Regions from separate parts of the Oryctolagus cuniculus genome. Here region 1 is linked to region 2. A link is a contact called in public Micro-C data. All regions are on one chromosome and are shown on one strand. The core of a region is the stretch at or near the end of the contact, and the rest is flanking DNA. Distances in the headings are between cores, read along the strand shown.

What was found. A called contact is a pair of places that touch in the nucleus more often than the background predicts.
Region 1: a Micro-C map of ear pinna shows a contact between it and region 2, with 2.9 times the contacts expected there. The contact joins the enhancer-like site here to the promoter of CYRIA in region 2. A contact is called at or near these places in 3 of 6 Hi-C or Micro-C datasets (ear pinna, psoas muscle and an unstated tissue).

Annotation. Positions count from the first base shown.
Region 1 is chr2:186,123,549-186,127,671 of mOryCun1.1, forward strand. It overlaps CYRIA (CYFIP related Rac1 interactor A), which reads left to right. Exons shown (of 13, transcript XM_051840141.2): 3 at 2,797-2,955. Among named protein-coding and RNA genes, the nearest start is that of CYRIA, 42 kb to the left of the region's middle. Within about 2 kb of position 1,538, at least 3 of the 8 cell types and tissues checked have an H3K27ac peak or open chromatin away from gene starts, as enhancers often do. A contact at or near this core is called in ear pinna, where this site is marked.
Region 2 is chr2:186,081,704-186,085,912 of mOryCun1.1, forward strand. CYRIA (CYFIP related Rac1 interactor A) reads left to right here and starts at 1,866. Exons shown (of 13, transcript XM_051840141.2): 1 at 1,866-1,973.

The DNA.
Region 1 (4,123 bases), core at 288-2,787, 42 kb after region 2:
AGGTTCAGTCTTAGAGTGTGGCCAGTGGTGTTAATCTTCTCTCGCCGTGGGCTACAGGGAAGGCAGACTGCCCCGGCCATCTGGAGCTGCTGGTGACAGGAGGAAATGAGTGTTGGTGTGAAGTGAGGTTCAGCGGCTTGTGGAGACAGAGATGGGCGTTCTATGTTCCTTCCCCTACTTGATCTCTTGTCCCTCTAACAGACATCTGGCCCATGGGTCACTCACGCAGCAACACAGCAAACCACCAGCAGCCACTTCAAAAGCTTGGACTCCTCCCAGAGTTCTGCTTACTTTTGCTGCTCTGTGTTTCTTTGAGTGATAGGGATGTAATTTATAGAATCCTGGTCAGAACCCCGGAAGGTTATTAGCTGTAGTCCTTGATGGAGCACTGTTTGTGATCATGTCTGTAAGGTAGGAGGAAGTCGGGTGATGGTGAGAGTTCAGTTAGGATCCATGTGTTCAAATGTTCCTCCAAGGACAGAGCCTGGTGGGTGACACCGGAATTCTCCCAGAAAGTCTTCAGTGATACAAGTTTTTGGGCACCTTGCCTAAGTCATGGCTTCTCATTAGCTTCCCAGAGGCACAGCGGATCTGGGGAAACCACTGGAATGGGGACTGGTATCTGGGGACTTGCCTGTTAGGGGACTCTCCACTCTGCATGCCCTGCCCACTCCCGCTGCCCATCAAGGGGCTGGGAAGTGTATCTTCAGCAGTGTTAGAGTATTCTTAGGCTGTAGCTACTGGAGCTATGCCTTGGAGTGGTGTTTCAGTTTACACTGTGACTGCCATCCTAAAAAGATGTGCATGTGGACTTGGAGAGATTCTGTATGTCTCTGTTAGGAAGTAGAGTGGACCCACGGACAGGAAGCCATGGCAGAAGTGCCCTAGATTCGTGGTCGGGGGAGACCAAGTGTTCTCTTGCACTGGTTTTGTGGTAGGAGGCAGTGGGATTCTGGCTGGGCCCTGTCGGAGGAATTGGTCACACACACACACACACATGAAAAGCATGCTGTAGCTTTGAGAGCACTTGAGAGTAAAGCAGGCTGAGCTTGCTCTCCCTGACCCCTGACCACGTCAGCAGCTTCTAGTGTCCAGATGCCTTGTGATACACTTGGCCTTGGCCTCGGCCAGGAGGGGAGCAGCTGCTCTCACCCCACAGCCCCTCTTTGGGAATCCACTGCTGTCGCTGTCCACACCCCGGGGCAGGGCATCAGCCCCATGTGCGGCTGTGCTCTCTGGGTGGGAGGGGGAGACGGACTCTGGGCACCAAGGCTGAGTCTGGAGAAGATCAGATTCTCTGCCCCGGTGCCGTCGTGACCCGGTTGCTCGCCGCTGTGCATGTTGGCTCAGAGACCACGTTTGCTTCGGGCCAGGCCGGGCCGGGCCGGTTCAGAGTTGCTGTGTTTTCTCGATCATTTCCTTCCCTCCTCCCCCCTTCACTTCCTGTTTGCTTTTCTTCCTCTTTCTCCACCCCCACCCCATCCCTCCTGGCATGCCCCTTGCTGTCTGAGAACAGGAACAAACCCAAGCGAGAGCGAGCAGTTGTTGATGATCACGACTTCCTGACGTGCCCTCTCCCTGTGGCTGCTCAGAACCAGGACCAGCCCTGCTGCCTGCCAGGGGCCACATGAGCCCCAGCAGGGGGGCCTGGCAGGAAGCCTTGGCCTTCAGAGCCCCTGTCTGAAAGGCAACCCCATAGAAACAATCCTTGAGGGCTTTCCGAAGACCTTTCTGGTGCATCCGAACGTCGGGAGCTCTGGACAACTCCTAGAGCCTGGGCCTAATGACTGTAGCCCCGTCAGATGGGCACAGAGCAGACTTAGGATTGTGGACGCTCTTCTGGGTCTGCGTCATATTCTGTGTGCGATTTTGCAGAGCAGCCTGGCTCAGCAAAGCGTGGTGTCCTGCTCTGGGGAGAAACAGACTTAATGGTACCTCACAGGGATTTTTCACAGACAAATGAGGGAAATATTTTATAAAATTCACAAGGCACGCCTTCACGGATATTACTGGCTTAATAAGTGTGAACTCCCGTCTGTTTTTCTATGATTTGATTTTTCTGCTCAGAGGAGTGGCCGTGCAAATGTACAGTAGCCAAAAACAAAAACAAAAAAAAAACAAAACCAAAAACACACAGTCCCGTAATAAGTGCTACTCCTGGGAACTGGGAAGGGAGCTCATGTCTGTTACTATGTTTTCCTGAAACATGGGCAGAGAGACAGAGACAGAGAACCCTCTGGGCCCACACATGCCTGTCACTACGAGATGGAGGCCCAGCACTGTGGTCACAGGTCAGCATATCCATAGCAATATTTCTCCGATGGGAAACAGAAGAAGCTTCCCAACCACATGCCAGAGGTGGACTGTTTTACTCATTTAGCTCCCAGGGGTAAAACTACAAAAAGTACAAAAACAGCAGTCTGGAAAAAGTGCCACCTCCCTTTTTGAAAATCTGGTTAAAAAAAAAAATTTTTTTAAAGGCTTCCCATTCAGGGTCAATGGTCTGTTGTTCGAGAACTCATCCTGGGATGTCTTTTGAAAAGTTCCAAGGGCCCGGGAGTCAGGGACCTGTTCCAATCTGGATTCCACAAACTGTCAAATCCTTGAATGAGGCGCTTTCCTTCTGTGAGCCTCAGTTTCTCCAACTGTAAAATGAAAGAGTTCAGCAAGATTTTCTCCTAGGGGTCTTCCAGCCTTCGTCATCTGCAACCCTGTAACTCTCTGTTCTCCCTAGAAAAAATGTGTGCGAAGGAGGTCGCCCCTCCGAGTGACGAGACACGCTTTCCCTTTTAGCAGGCAGTCCCTGGCGAGGGCCCGGCGGGACAGGGAAGCTGCAGTTCTCGAGGGGCCACAGTCCTGCTTCGGGAGCCCACTTGGCCTTGGCCTGACAGCTGCTCATCTGCTTCATCCCATCAGCCTGGATTGGTGAAACTGAGTCACAAGAGCTATTTCCAGGTAAGGAACTGCTGGCTGTGGCGACGGCAGATAGACAGCAACAGCCAGCATTGTAGTGCAGAGTGTGTGTCACGTGCATGCTTGGAAGTTTCCTGAGGATGGTCATTTTGCCAGGTTTGTCATGTTTGGTTAGCAGCCATGTCTCCTGCCAGCACGCACATCTAAGGACAAGGAGGCAGGAAGGACATAAGTAATCTTCGGTGTGCGTCTTGAGGCAGCTGTAATTTCGAGGTGTGATTAGCTGTGCTCTGGTTGGAATCTGTGGCCCTCCTGAGCCTTCAGTGTCTTCAGGCAGGAAACAGCAGAACTGTGTGTCAGAAAGCAGATTCGAGCTGCGGCTGTGGGATCCTTCTGCCTGCAGAATCCGTGAAGAAGCACCCCAAGCAGAGGGTCCTCCCATTCCTCTGCTGGTCAGATCTGCACAAGCACGGATGCAGTCCTCTGGTTGTCGGCCTGAGATGGAATTTAGCTGTCCTGTCATCTCCTGGTGGAGACCTGGCTGTGATGTTGCTAGAGACAAATGCTTTCTGTGCAGTTATCCAGGGCACTTGAGGTAGACCAGTTGCAGATAACCGTTCCTGTCTCTCCCTTCAGTGACCTGGTCAGTTCTCTCTGGGACTGCTTCCTCTCTCCCTCCTACCACCAGCCGTGGACATTTGCTTCTTATCTATTTATTTATTCATTTATTTGAAAGGCAGAGAAAGAGAGAGAGAGTCAGAGAGATCTTTCATCTGCTGGTTTACTCCTAAAAAACCCTCTAACAGCTGGGGCTGGGCCAGGTCAAAGCCAGGAGCCAGGAACTCCATCCCGGTCTCCCACATGGCTGACAGCAGCCCAAATACTCGGGCCATTTTTTGCTGCCTTCTCAGGTATATTTCTAGGGAGCTGAACCAGAAGCAGGTCAGCTGGAACTCTGACTAGCACTCTGATACGGCATGCCAGCGTCACAAGTGACACCTGAACCTGTGGCACCACAGTGCTGGCCCCCAGTGTGGACCCTTCCTGTGTAGAAGAATACGGCCACACATCCTGGAACTTCTCCTTTGTGCTTACACCTAACGTGGGCTGCCACCACAGTGTGCGCAGGGCTCGGCTCCCTCACTCTGGTACAGAGATGTATGTTCTCTCAGCAGGCCTCGGTACTGACAATTAGGAGACCAGAGATCAT
Region 2 (4,209 bases), core at 616-3,115:
TTTCTTTCTCTGCCTTGTCACAGCCTGGGCTGGCAGCCTGTGTCCTCCTCAAGCCTGGGAATGTGGGTCCTTATTCTGTCACTTAGCACAGTGTCTCGCACTTGGCCAACGCTCAATCTCTCTTAAAAATAAACACACCAAACTGGAACGGTTCCGTTGACATTTAATTCGATTAAGATATTAAAGCTCATTTTAGTAAACTTGTTTTGGGAATGAATGCGTAGGAAATTCTACCTCAACCTCAATTCTACCTGCCCCCACCTCGATGACAATCTAATTTCACTGTCATCTGTACCGCAATGACTTCTAAACTTGTTATTAGTATCACTGAGGAAAGACCATTTCGTCTGATGATTGTGTCTGAGGAAACGCTTAATTATTAAAGTCCACACTGATAATTAGGAAACCCTGTGATTTTGCGATGGGGCAGGCACTACCATGCACATAGGCCTCCATTACTTAGAGAGGAGCCATCTCTAAGTGCGCTCAAGTGAAACCTACCACATCAAATAGTGCCCGCTCACCAAGCTACGCTGTGTCATTAGAGATGTAGGACTGTGGGACGAAGCTCCTCCCGTGGCCTGTGATGATGTGTTTTGCCGGGTTAGTGGCTGGTTTGGCTTTGCCCTCCCCTAGGCCTTGCTGGGTTTGAGGCAGACAGAATCAGCCATTTCCAAGTGTGTGTGTGTGTGTGTGTGTGTGTGTGTGTTTGAGGGGAAGGAGGCCTGGTTTAGCTCAGGCCAAGAAGGATTTTCTAAAAGGACCACTTACAGATAAAATAAATCTTGGCGGGGATTGACAGCAGAGGCTGGGCCAGGGCACCAGGGAACCTTGACAGACTGGGGCGAGAAGGAGAAAGCCCTCATTCAGAGTCTAAGGACCCCTCCCAGTGGGAGACTGCTTCTCTCCAACCAGGCCGTGCCCTTCTGCCCTTGACTGTGAATTCTTGCCAAAGCCGGCAGAAGAGTTCATGCAAACCTTCCAGGCCCTTGGATGGTCTGGACTCTCCTAGCCCCCCACCTGGAGCTAGATTTCAGAAAGGGATGGAGCCTTGATGTCTCCTGTGCTCAGCACCTGGGCCTGGCTTCCCTCTGCTCCCAACCCACTCACCCGGGCTGGCTCCACTGACGCCGCCTCCGGGGCGCACTGCCTGCACAGGCGCTGGGCGCTGAATAACTCTTTCAGGATAGTCCTGCTGATGGACTGGGAAAGGAAGCAGCTACAGCCGGGGTCTGCGAGAGCCTTGCCTCCCCCAACAGGAGCTCTGACTCACAGCCTGTTTGGCACTGCTCGGTTCTCTCTGGCTTCCTGACTCTCCCTCTCTCTAATGTAAAAAACCTCCATGGCAGATGTTTTAAAACAATGCTCATAACCATGACGCTGTAATCCACCATCCTCTCTTTGCACCATAGAAACATTTTTAAGTGTTTTTGCAGACTTACTCTGTTGGAGAATCCCATTTTTAGGGCAGGCTCTTGGGGTGGTCCTCCCTGGGGCTGGGAGGGGCTGGGAGCAAGATGGGACTCGCACAAGGGCCTGCGGAGGTCTGGCAGGGCACAGGCGCACGAGGTGGAGGGTGGGCGTGCAGCTAGGGGATTTTACGCCCACCCGCTTTTGGAGGGGAATAGTGGGGTCTGAAGGAATTCGCTGCGGACCAGCAGAAGGGGCTTGGTGCGCAAGGCCGAGTGGCCAAGGCGGACGGAAGGGCCGGCGCACCGTGCACCGAGATGGGCAGCGCCAGCTTCCCAGGCGCAGTGGGCAGAGCTGGGCCGCGCCGGGTGACAGCGGGGGTGGGGTCCCCCGGGGCCGGGGCGGGGCGGCCGCGGCGGGGCGGGCCGGGCCGGGGGCGGGGCGGGGCGGGGCGGGGCGGGGCTCGGCTCCTGCGCCTTCTCGCAGGCTGCGGCGGCCGCGGGAGAGACGTCCACGGCGGCGGCGGCGGAGCGGGCGGCCGAGCAGGGCGGCGGCGACTCGCGGTGAGCGCGGCGCGGAGGGCGGCTGTGGGGGGGTGGTCTTCCGGCCGAGGGGCTCTGCGGCGCGGGGCGGGCCGGTCCCTGACCAACCTTGCCGAGCCTCCCTGGCTTCGACGCCCTTGCAGCCTGCGGGGAGGGAGGGAGCGCGCAACACCGGTCCCGAGCCCTTCCCGGCGGTCCGCGGCCAGAGGTCTGACTGTGCGCGCCACTGCCGCTCTCCTGGAGGACGGCTTCCCGACGGCGTTGCTTCCCCAGAGCGCCCCCTCGCCCCTCCACACTGCCCCCCTCACCCCATTAACCCAGGTAGCTGCTTTCCCTTTCCCACCGCCAGGGGCCCGGCTCCCCACCACTCCCTTTTGGCCCTCCCCAGTCGGTGCACACCTGGGCTCTCGGCTGCCACCTGCCCCGGACGCCCTCAGCCAGCCGGCCAGCTGCTGGCCCAGGACCCTGCCTCCTCGGTTCCCAGAACCCAGAACCTGAGCCCTGAGCTTCTGGAACAATTTGACCCACTTCCCAGAAGGCTGGTCTCAGGCCAGCTGTGCTTTTTGGTGGAGACACCTGTCCCTTTTGCCAGTGGAAGGTCCCAGATGAGAAGCCGCTGTCACAATGGGCCAGCTGGTCCCTGAGTCCTCCTCCAAGCGACCCTGACTTTCTGGCCAGTGTTCCCAGAGACCAGGGCCAGAGGCTTTGTCATTTAAGGCCTCCAAGGTTGCTTCCCCACCTCACCCCACCCCCGACCCTGGTGATCCCTAGAATTTCCAAGCCACTGTGTTGGGGCAGAGGGTTTGGTGCTGATGGGACCACCTTTCTGGGTTCTGGTCCTCGCTTTAGTGCCAGGTCTCCAGGGAACCCAGGGGTAGGGTCCAGCCACTGGAGCTCAGGCCCTCCATCCCTCCCACAGCCCTGTGGCCCTCCCTCCTTGTCCTGCCGGAAACTTTCCCCTCTGTCACCATCTCTAGCCTCTGGATGAGGTCTGTGCCATCTGCATAGCATCCAATCCCCAGTGCAGCTGGGCTGGGACCAGATAGGGCAGGGGCTTGCGCTGGGCCGCAGGAGGAGGGCGGCCCCGAGCCAGATCTGGGCCTGGGGGCTGGGGGTATTAGGGTGGATGGTTGCTGGCTTTCATGGAGCTCCGAATGGGCTTTGAGGGCTGGCTCTGCAGCAGAGAGGAGGCAGAACAGGGGCTGTTTTTCCTGCGTGTTTCTGACTGTCTTGTGTTGCTATGGTGACAGTTTTGCCTCCCTTCGTCCTCCTGACTCTTCTGGGAGCTGGTTTTTATTGGTCTGTTGTCCTGTCTTTTATGGCTCTAATTTCTCCTCTCTACTTGCTCCGAAATAAACAGTCATAAACATGGGCGCTGGGCCCAGGCTGGGGGCTGGCAGGGCTTCACCTCCTGCTGGCCCCGGGCTCCTGGGAAGGGAGAGTAGGGCAGCCAGGCTGGACCACACTCCCTCCAGCTCGCAGCTTTGCGAAAGGACTGGAGCATCCCAGGCCAGGGCACGCAGCGGGTAGCACACCTCCTCCGTGCTGAGAATGGATCCCAAGTGTGGCTGGCAGGGAGCTCGGCGGGTGATTTCCTTCTGTCGTCACAGAAGCGCTGTGGGCAGGGACTGTCCCCATGGTGCAGATGAGGAAACGCAGCCCAGAGCAAGTGAGCGTTTTCACCAGGGCTGCCCTGGCTTTAGCACCATAGTCAGCCCTCCGTTGTCAAATGAATGGACAGGTGATGGAGCTGGCAGACACACGCTGACCTGCTGGACTTCCCACCCTGCCAGGCTCTCTGCTCCTGCTCGCAGAGAGCCCACAGGGCCTTATTTGGTCTAGCCCCCTAAACTCACCCTCCAAGAGGCTCATGGGCAAGGCCCCCGGCATCCCCACCTCTTGTGTGTGCCGGGGGACAGCAGTGGAAGTGAGCTGCCGGGGAATTAGGGATTGTTTCTCAAGTCGTTCCTGCACCCTTGACAGTAGCTGTTGGGGACCCACGCTGAAAGCAGAGTAAAGCCACTTGTGACTTCCTGTTTTCACGCAGCACCAAGAAGAATTGAGTTTGCTCGTACTCCCAGGGCCTAGCTGCAACCGGATGAGCAGGACACCAAGCACCCAGCAGCAACCTTCCTCCCCGAGCCAGCCTTGGACAAGGAGTTCAGAGCTCTCCAGGGCCACGGGGTCACCCACTGTCAGCTGTCAGGGACACGCATGACGCTGGTCCTCTCTTGCTGGTTATTTTTCCCTTTGTAGA